Regions from separate parts of the Mus musculus genome. Here region 1 is linked to region 2. A link is a contact called in public HiChIP or PLAC-seq data. All regions are on one chromosome and are shown on one strand. The core of a region is the stretch at or near the end of the contact, and the rest is flanking DNA. Distances in the headings are between cores, read along the strand shown.

The links. HiChIP or PLAC-seq counts read pairs in DNA pulled down with a chosen protein or histone mark.
Region 1: an H3K4me3 HiChIP or PLAC-seq map of embryonic basal ganglia shows a contact between it and region 2, with 2.3 times the contacts expected there. The contact joins two enhancer-like sites. A contact is called at or near these places in 1 of 484 Hi-C or Micro-C datasets (cerebellar granule neurons), 2 of 115 datasets of contacts at active chromatin or transcription factors (astrocytes and embryonic basal ganglia) and 1 of 9 other capture datasets (embryonic stem cells).

Annotation. Positions count from the first base shown.
Region 1 is chr9:60,454,674-60,460,203 of GRCm38.p6, forward strand. The region is part of intron 3 of Thsd4 (thrombospondin, type I, domain containing 4); the gene reads right to left. Among named protein-coding and RNA genes, the nearest start is that of Thsd4, 54 kb to the right of the region's middle. Within about 2 kb of position 3,003, at least 59 of the 459 cell types and tissues checked have an H3K27ac peak or open chromatin away from gene starts, as enhancers often do. A contact at or near this core is called in embryonic basal ganglia, where this site is marked.
Region 2 is chr9:60,264,159-60,269,240 of GRCm38.p6, forward strand. All of the region lies in intron 6 of Thsd4 (thrombospondin, type I, domain containing 4), which reads right to left. Among named protein-coding and RNA genes, the nearest start is that of 2010001M07Rik, 67 kb to the right of the region's middle. Within about 2 kb of position 2,468, at least 24 of the 459 cell types and tissues checked have an H3K27ac peak or open chromatin away from gene starts, as enhancers often do. A contact at or near this core is called in embryonic basal ganglia, where this site is marked.

The DNA.
Region 1 (5,530 bases), core at 1,753-4,252, 190 kb after region 2:
ACCGCCAAGTCTCCATTTTTTCTCAAACTTTAAAACCAGAAATGGATGAAGAAAAGAACGATTCCCAGGAAGGATGGAAAACTAATCTAGCAAGCGATTACAGCTGTGCGAGAGCTGCTGGGGGACTGGGCACCTTAGCAGAGCAGCCCCCAGGGGATGGGGCGGGGTCTCACATCCCCACATACGTCATCCTGCATACGGACAGCCGCCACTGAGGAGATGAAATCAAAATGCTCGCCTCTGACCTGAAGCATGCTAGGAGCTGTGGGACACAACTAAGTCGGTGACACACTTGCTGTCCTCGAGGGTTTATGGCCCAGCTAGGGACAAACACTGAAATACTTGAAAAAGGAAAGGGAAACTGGATTCATATTAAAGTGCACCAAAGGGAATCAGAACACATGCCATTGTGCTTCAAGGACTTATGAAATCCAGAGCACATATAAGGGTCAAGAAGGCTAAGTGTGGGGAGCTGTGTTGCCCCTAGGTGCTGGATGCCACCAAGGATTTAGGCAAAAGTTAGAGGAGATAAAGAATGAGCCTAGCCGGGCGGTGGTGGCACACACCTTTAATCCCAGCACTTGGGAGGCAGAGGCAGGCAAATTTCTGAGTTCAAGACCAGCCTGGAGTACAGAGTGAGTTCCAAGACAGCCAAGGCTATACTGAGAAACCCTGTCTCAAAAAACAACAACAACAAAAAAAAAAACCAAACCAAAACAACAGCAACAACAAAAAAAGAACGAGCCTATACATCGACTCCTCCATAGGAGGATGCAAGGAAATGAGATTGTATAACTGGGCTAGGACAGGCCTGGAAAAGTCCATGTCCTTGGTCTTCATGTGTACTAGAGCCACGGGGCTTGGACAAGCAGTTGAGGACGATGCATATAATTAAGGACTCGGAGCTTAGAGTCAACTGGAATGGTTGTACCACCATTTATAATGTTCCTGACCACCTCCGATGCGTCTCCTCAAGGCAAAATAGAGATGAGGAAGAGAAAGAGGAGGAAGAAGAAGAGGAGGAGGAGGAAGGGTTCTACTGATTCATACATAAGGATGGTGTGAGGCTACCTTCATAAACATTACTTAGCATTGAGCCTGGAACATAAGAGGTGCTCAATAGACATCTGTAGCCAGGGAGAGGAAACCCATACTATACGCAGGATTCTTGAAAGAAATGTAGACAAGGGATATGAGTCTGGGAGTTAAGGGCTGCTAGAAGGTTGTCACGGTGACCCAACAAGAAGGCAACAAAGATGGCAGGAGTAAGAGGAAAGTGGGAGGAGACATGGAGCAGACATTTCCATTGGCAAGAAAACGGGGCTCAACACAGCTGGGATCCCATACCTGGGAGATTAAAAGAGATATTCATGCTGAAATAAAAATAAGGAAGGTGGGCCGGGACTGTAACTCAGTGACAGAACCCTCGCCTAGCATGTGTGAGGCCCTAGAGTCCAATCCCACACAGACTTTCATAAACATACACTCACATACACATACACTCACGTACACTCACACACACTCACATACACATACACTCACGTACACTCACACACACTCACATATACTCACACATACACACTCACACACATACATTCTATACACATCCACATACACACTCACATGCACTCACACACACTAACACAATAGTAAAGAGATAGGGTCAATTTGGTAAACACAAAACAAAGTTCTGTTCTTAGCTGCTATGAAGGGATTGAAACTCATGAAGCAAATCAGGCCAGCACCACAGATCCAGGGAAGGGACCCATCCTGAGGAAGGATGGCGTGCTGAGGATACTGAGGAAAGCTTTCATGCCCAGGCAGGAGGCAGCAACAATACAAGGAAGGGAAACAGAAGAAATATAAAGAGGACAGGTCATTTCAGAGATGTAGAGCTGAGTTCTATGTCCAAAGCTAAGTGCTGCTGAAGAGGGAACCAGTGATTTCCAAAAAGGATCGTTCTCATGAAGCCTGAGAAGTAGCCCTGAAAGAGTGGATCTGCAAATCAGCAGGGTGGGATGCAGGCTCATCTCCCAGACTTGGGAAACTCCAGGAGGTTAGCTGTAGATAAAAGGCAGCTGCTATTGCTAGCATTCAGTGCTTTTAGGCTCTGCTCCAAGCTGGTGGCTTCCTTCTGACAGTTCTGAAACTGGCGGCTGCCACCTATTCCGGCTTCCTCCTCTCGGAGGCATTTGAGGCAAAAGTAGGTAAGCACATGGCTTTTGGGTTCCCTTCTGCCCTGCCTGATGGGAAAGGATGCAGGGAGAGGTTGCTGAGCAACAGGATCTTCAGCGGGGAGTATAAGGAGTTGGCAGTTGAGCTGCACGTGCCCTAGGCAGATGCCTCTGACCCATGTTCCCAGTCCTATTTGTACCTTAGAATCATGCACGATATACTTCAGGCTGCCTAGCTATAACTCTACTTCCAGACACTGGCATCCAATGTACCTACAAATGACCCCACAGGTAGGTAAGTTGTCATTGTTGTTGTCATTGTTGTTATTGCTTTATCCCCCTAAATGATTCTAACCCACAACCAAGACCAAGAACTTCCCAGTGAAGTTGTAGTATGAGTTTCACAGATATTTCAGAGCTTTGATTTGAGATAGGCTCCTAGATCTGTCTAAATTTGGCAAACACAAAACCCAAACACTAGTGGGTGGTGTTGATGAGGGCTGTGCTACAGGGAAAGGGAAGGGCCCCCGAGCCAGGGCACAGCTAAATAAGTACCAGGATCAACTGATGAGCGGTCTCTACCCCGCACTGGGAGGGAGGGAGAGAGGGAGGGATGGCTGGGGTCTGATTATGCTACTCCAGCTAGCATCTCTAATCCTATCATAGCCTCCACTAAGCAGCCTGAAGCCTGCTGAGACTGGAAGCCCAGGAGCCCACCGTCCAGCAGCTGCTGGCTTGGATAAGCTCCAGCATCCCCCAGGGAAGCAGCTTGGAATAGTCACAGCAGCCATCAGCACCACACTCCACGAAATGAGACTTTCAGATCCATTTTGGGGGTTCCGGGAGCTCTCGTCTCCAGGGAGAGCTTCAACCCGTGACGCTTTTAAGAATGATTACTCTCGGAGCCTTAAGACAAAAATCAAGAATCTTGGAGATGCCAGGCTCCACCAGAGCTCACCCAAACAGGGACTTTGAGCGCAGAGTCCAAGCGCCTGCACTGCTTAGCAGCGATCACCCAGCGGATAGACGGGATCCACCCAGCAGGCTAGGGAGCAAGGAGCTCACATTGCTCTGCCAGCAGCATCCCTAGGGACCCCTGCTTGATGACAACCACCCCAGAAATGGGCTCAACAAAACATACAACTAGTCCCTAACCGCTCGCTCTGAAGCTTAGTTCTTCCTCTGTAAAAGAAGAGTGCTCTGACCCTAAGGACCGTACTGCTGTGAAGGCAGAAAAATGACATCATCTTGCTTACAGTGGGACCCTAGAGTTGGCATGGACAGACCTTACTAGAAAGTAATAAAGCACTGGGCAGGTTGGTGCACACTTGTAACCTCAGCACTGAGCAGTCAGAAGCAACAGCACAGTGAGTTCCAGGCTGGCTTGGAATGCACCGTGGGACCCTGTCTCAGAAGCTAAATTAAATGCAAAAAGGGAAAGGAGAAAGATCATAGGAAAAGAAGGAGAGGGAGAGATAAGGGAAACAGAGGAGAGAGAGAGCTACAGAAAGAGAGAAAGGAGGGAGGGAGGAGAAGAGAGAAGGAGGAAAGAACTGAAAGAAAGGGAGGGGGAGGAGAGGAGAACAGGAAAGAGATAGAAGGAAGGAGGTGGAAGAGAGAGGATGGACAGGAAGAGAATAGAGAGGGAAAGGGAAGGGAGGAAGCAAGGAGGGAGGAGACAGGAAGCAGGGACATGGAGCTCTTGCTCTGATCCAGACAGCTCAGCAGATATCGCCCACCCAAATATACAGTGGTCACCCGCCCAGAACACAGATAAACACCCTGCAGAGTCTTTCCCTGACAGCCCCCAGAGAACCGCATATGTTCCGACTTCACCACAGGCTCCTGGAAATGACTTTTGAGTTTTATTTCCTTGTCAAAAATCTTGTTGAAATAATCGTCCCGACCCACGCTGAAGCAGCAGGCTCGTGTCGACTCTTGGCTGGAAGCTTCTGCTCAGCAGAAATCAAGAGACCGGAACATCCATTTGTCACGTGCAGCCGTGTGTAAAAATCTTTAATTGCCCTGCTTAATGGCATGGAACGTGGGAGAGGGGCAGGCAGTGGGTACATAGTGGAGAATAGGCAGAGGTAGTCTCCATGCGCTAAAATCTGCCTGCCATTGGCAGATGGCTGAGTGACCATCAAGGCAAGGATAGTGAACTTCCTTTTCTTTATTCTTTTCTTTGCTGTGGTGTGTGTGTGTGTGTGTGTGTGTGTGTGTGTGTGTGTGAGAGAGAGAGAGAGAGAGAGAGAGAGAGAGAGAGAGAGAGAGAGAGAGAGAGAGAGATCAGGAGAAGGGTTTACACGCTCATGTATGCCTGAAGAAGGCAGAGGCTGCCTTCATGAATGTCTTCCCACCATATATACTTAGGCACAGTATCTCACTGAACCCGAAGCTCACTGATTCTACTTGCTCTAGCTAGCCAGCCTCCATTGCCTCCAGAGAGCTGAGACTGCGGGTGACCACTGTGTGGGGAGCCGCCCTCACATTCGCCATTGCAAGATGGCGCTGACATCCTGTGTTCTAAGTGGTAAACAAATAATCTGCGCATGTGCCAAGGGTAGTTCTCCACTCCATGTGCTCTGCCTTCCCCGTGACGGCAACTCAGCCGATGGGCTGCAGCCAATCAGGGAGCGACACGTCCTAGGCGGAGGATAATTCTCCTTAAAAAGGGACGGGGTTTCGCCATTCTCTCTCTTGCTCTCTTGCTCTTGCTCTCATGCTCCTGAAGATGTAAGCAATAAAGCTTTTGCCGCAGAAGATTCCGGTTTGTTGTGTTCTTCCTGGCCGGTCGCGAGAACGCGTGTAAGACCACTGCCCTACCTGGATTTCACTTGGGCTCAAAGATCTGCACTCCAGTCTTCACGCAGGAGGCAATTCAACCACCGAGTCATCTCCGCACTCCCAGAATCTTCCTTTCAACCTTTGCTTTTCCAGGCCAGGAGCCCTACTGGTCTTTTTGGCCTTTAAGTCAAGGATGTGTCCCCCAGTACCCTCCCATCCCCCAGGTCTGCCCTTCCCACCTCTCCAGCAGACTCTAGGCTCCCTGGAGGAACTTTCTGAGGTGCTCAACACTCTCCCTCTGCTCCCACCCTTCCCCCATGCTCCCACCCTCACCCTTTCCTTTGAGCCATCTCCAGCTTCTGAATCACCCAAGGTCTGCCTGGCCTTCCCCAGTCTATCCCAGGCCCAAAAAGGTCCTTCCCTGTCTAAACACCTATACCCTCAGCCTCGGGTCTTAACTCACTTTAAATTACCCATGACAAACTGTCTGCCCACCCCTTCTAACACAGAAGCACTTGGCATGCATAAGCAGGGTAACTGTAATTCACCATCAAACTAGGACCCTTTTA
Region 2 (5,082 bases), core at 1,218-3,717:
AAATATACTACAGCTTTTCCCACAAGCCAATATCTCATGGAGGGGGCTTCTCAATTATAATTCCTTCTCAGATGACTCTAGCTCGTGTCAAGTTGGAAATAAACTAAAACAACCAAGACAGGGGGTAAGGGGAAAAGGGGGTGGAGAGAAAGGGGGCAGGGAGAGAAGGGATGGGGAGAATGGGGAAAAAAAAGAAAAAGGGAGAGGAATGAGGGAGAGGGTTAGAGATAGAAAAGAGGAGAGAGAAAGGAAGAGAAGGAGAGAGAAAATGAGAGAGGATAAAGGGGGGCTCTACAGTTCCCTTGAGGACCCACTCCCTCCATCAAAGGACCTCCCACTAGGCCCCACTTCCTAAAGTTCACAGCACATTTCAATACTTCCACAAACAGACCAAGCCCTTAGCATGTGCTCTTTCCAATAACTCTAAGATTACACCTACACTACAGAGATGTGCCCAGAGGCTAGGGACCTGACCCACTAAAGTGATGGAGAAACCTTCTCCATGTCTGAAGAAGGCCAGTGAGCCTGGCTGACAGCCAACAAGCTGCAGAAGGAGGCCAGCAGCCCAGGCCACGCATGATCAGTGTGTGTATAGAGAGAGTGGAGAAGGTTCTCTTGAGTCTTGGGGCTACCAAGGCTTGCCTTCCACACACTGTTCTAGAGAGCCCTGGAAACGGCAATGGCTTCCTGTTTGTAGCAAGTTCCTGGACACACAGTCTCATGGGAGTCGGTTAAGCCAACGTTGGTCGAGTCAGCCAGCCTTCTAAAATGTGTCCCTTTCCTCTCATGTCACAGCAAATCCAATGCTGGAAAAAAATGACTAAAAACAAATGTCATTATGGGAGAAAGAAAACATGCCGTTCATGCTCTTCAAGCTGGGTGACTGGGGGGAGGGGTTACATCTTTAAGTGTTCTACTTAACAAGAGCTGGAAGTCTGAAGGAGCCTGTCAGGAGAAAGCCAGCTTGGCCCACTGTCAGGGAGGCAGCCTGACAGCTCCAGCAGAAGCAGGAGCTCCTAACGAGTTTCTTATGGCTTGGGGGAAACATATGTCCATCTGAGTGGATAATATATGAGAACTATGGCAGGCGCACACCCTCCTGAAAGACCGTGTGGCAGAGGGTTCTCGTTAGGGGGCCTGACTAAGGCTGTCAGAGGCTGTAAGAAGGAAGTGAACTCTGGTACAAAATGTTCTGTGAAAAAGCCTCAGAAGCCAGAGACCCTCAGGCAGAGGAAATGGTAGCACTTCAAGTGAGGCCCATGGGAATACGTCACTTCCAGATATTGATCAACTTAGTAAAATCCATATGTATACATGTACATATGTGTGTGCATGCATGTTATATATTGTATGTATATACAGTGTAGATGAATGGGTTTATGAGTTGTGTCCAAATATGTGTATTTTGTGCTTATATATACATGTATACATTCATGTGTGTGCATAGATCTGTCTCTTCTGGGGTGTGTTGGTATTAAGCCAAAGCCATTTACAGTAATATGAACAAACCATAGGTGTCAAGAGCTTCCTACTATGGCTATTCTTATTAGCTAGCTTGTTCTGGTGTTGCCCTGTTTTTGCCTCCAGAGGCTAGAACTATGGGCAGGCTACCACATCTACTTGGCATCTACATGGTTCTGGGAACTCCAAACCCAGGCTTGCAGAGCAATTGCTTTAATGACTGAGATACCTCCCCAGCCTGACATGTCTTCTTAATTATAAACGTCCTACCTTTTAGCTTGCTTGGTATCTTTCCATCTCACTGATCACCATCCCTGACTCGGAGCAAGAAGAGTCCTTAAGCACTCAGCTGGGAGGCTAGAAAGATGGTACAACAATTAAGAGCACAAGCTGCTCTTGCAGAAGACCAACATTTAGTCCCCAGCAGCCATGGCAAGCAGTTGACAGCTACCTGGAACTCCAGCTCCAGAGGGATCTGACACTTTGGTTTCCAAGGAAACATGCACTCAGATACATATAGTCACACACGGCCACATACATGTACATAATTAAAGAAAATACTCAGGTTGGGATGGCGACACCCAGCTTTAATCCCAGGAGTCAGGGGCAGGCAGACTCTGTGAGTTCAAAGCCAGCCTGGTGTACAAGGTGAGACCCTGTCTAAAACAAGAAAACAAATCTCAGCCACCCTAGTGCTTCCTCTGGCAGCACAAATACTAAAATCTCAGCCAGTCTGACCATTGTCCTGTATACAAGAAAAGGCTCAGCAAGGTGTGTAGGGCTTTTACAGGCACAGACAGAGACCTCGGGGACTCTTTCATGCCTCCCTGCTGTGCCTAGGTAAGCAACAAGTTAAAAACAAAACAAGCAAACAAACAAACAAACAGCTTAATCAGTTGCTCAGCTGAATTAACAAACTCATTTACATGTCTCTATACTGAGGGAGCTGAATAGACCCAATCTCAGATGTCCAGGAGCTTTCAAAACAATTGGAGCAAGCCAGACAGCTCATGCACACAGCGGGCAGACACAAAGGACGCCTGAAAGCAGCCTTTCCACTGCCAACCGCAGGTCTTCCACAGACGTCTACAGGAGCCTGGGAATGAGGCGTGCGTCTGCGGGCTTGGTCCTTTGCGTGTACAGGGCAAATGTGAAAGACAGTCTTTTCTATAGTAGGGTTGGAAACACTGACCACTTCAGGCCCCAGTTATTTGTTTTGGGGGTTTTGGTTTGGTTTGGTTTTGAGGCCTTCTCTATAGGCAGAACACGTTCCATCCAAATCAAAAGCCAAAAGCAGGCTTAAAAAAAAAGGCTGGGGGCAGCTCCCTTCACCACTACCTACCAAACAAATGTAGCCCCTGACATTCAAGCTCCACATTCATGGGGATGAATGCTGGGGAGACATAATCCCCCCACTGAGCTTGGCTTTCTTTAAAAGATGTCAATCCTCGCCCCTCCCAGCCCCCCAGTCACAATCACAGGCCAGCATCTCTTTCCCCAAAGACAAACAAGGCTTTGGAGAAATGAGAAAGGAGGTGCCCTGTGGCAGCTTGAAAAGGAAATTCTGCAGGCAGCGCGGCTCCCTCTGAGGAAGCCCAGGGAAGGATGGTCTCTTCGGGCCACACAAAGCGTGGCATGGACACATCATGCCCGAACCTAATTGAAACCTCAGGCTGAAACAGTATTTTGCAGCAGTCGAGAAGAAAAGACAGGCACAGACAAAGAGGGGAAACAAAAGCAGGGTGTGGAAGAGGCATGAGAAGCAGCCCACTTCTTGACCGTGGGACAATTTGGATGGTGGCCACCGAGTTAACTGAGGTGTAGCCTCCCTCCCAGGCTAACTGAGACCTGCCGCCCCTTTGCAAACTGAACTGCTGCCAGCGCTCTGATTCCACAGCCAAGGCCTTTGGGGCCCAAGAGGCTCTTCAAACTGTCAATGTCTTCAAAGATGTATAACATGGAAGGTACTAGAAGGTGCTGGTTAGCCCTGGAAGAACAACCTGCCAGAGACCTGCAGAAATGAGGTAGAAAGGAAGGAGGGGACTGTGGAATGGGCTCAGTTAGTAAGACGGTTAAATGAACACAAGGCCCTCTGGATGGTCTTCAGCATCCATGTAAAAGCCAGGTACCCATGCAAGAATGTAAGATGGAGAGCAGATGAAGGCCACATCTAACAGCAACCTCTGGCTTTCAACACAAATCCATACATGCCGGCCGCAGTGGGATATTTAGGTAGTACAATGATTTCTGCCTGGCTCTTACTCGGGTCTGAATCTGAGTTCTGCCACTAATTGAGCTTGTGCCACTAGACAAGTTCTGGCTGTAAACGGCACCTTTCTTATCTGTCAGAATGAGTACTGATTATCTCAAAGACTTGTCTATGAGACAAGTGGATTAATTGTGCTTGTAAAAACACAGGCTCTGGACACAAATAAACTTCTTTCTTTTGTCTTGAAACCAAATGCTCCTGAATGTGATGGAAACTCTGCCTGCCCACCCACCCACCTGCCCACTTGCCTGCCCATCTGCCTGTCTGCCCACCTACCTGCCTGCCCACCTGCCTGCCCGCCCACCTGCCCACCTGCCGGAGTTTTAAAACAAATGCATATGATGGAACTATGGGTCTTGATCCCAAAGCAGCAGCCAGTAGCTGATTTTTAACTCTATGGAGCTTTCCCTGGCCAGAAGGTAGTAGATTGTTAGGTTGTTGCCAGTTCTAAGTTGTCTGCTTTTTCTTTTCTTTGATAATTATCATGGAAGCACAGCTGAGTTGAAATGTGCCTGGAAGAAGAGTAGACAGGTCAGTGCTGTGGCATACTTCTCAAGTACAGTTCTGGCCGTGCTCCTGGGCTCCGACTGCTTGGTAGCCAAACCTTGGGAACCCTGCTTAGGGGCTCATGATTCAACTTCCTTTGTCTTCATGGTCTTGCAAACAGCCACCTGCAATTTTTATTTTGTCAATGGACCTGAACAGAGACATTGTTTCAATCTCTCTGCTTATGAGCGTCCGCTATGGTCTGAAGGGTCTCCAGCAGATCAACCGTTACCTACTAACAGATACAACCTGTTTATTTTGTTTTTAAGTTACATTTATGTATTTATTTATATTTGTTTGTCTGGGTGCCTGAGCTACATCTGTGCAGAGATCAGAACATCACTTCCAGGAGTCGGTTCTTTCTTTCTACCCTGTGGCTTCTGGGGATTGAACTCTGGTCATCACACTTGGCAACAAGCATCCTTACCCATGGAGCCATCCTGCCACCCCTATATTTGTTCTATGAGACAGGCTCTCCCTGTGTAGCCCCATCTGACCCAAACTCACTATCTTTCCAATCCTGAATGAAAGGACTACAGGTGTGTTCCACCATGACGAGTTGACAAATACAATCTTAATGAAGGATGTGGTGGTTCAAAAGAGAAATATCTCCCAATGGCTTAGGCATGATCCCTACCTGGTCAGTATTTGGGGGCAGAACGGGGAGAGCCTAAGAAGTGTGGCCTTGATGAAGGAAGTATGTCACAAGGGTCAGCTTTGGGAGTTTATAGCCTTGCCTCACTTCCAGTCCCCCTTACTCCCCACCCCCACTCTCTTGTCCAGCATTACAGACATTTCCTCTGGAA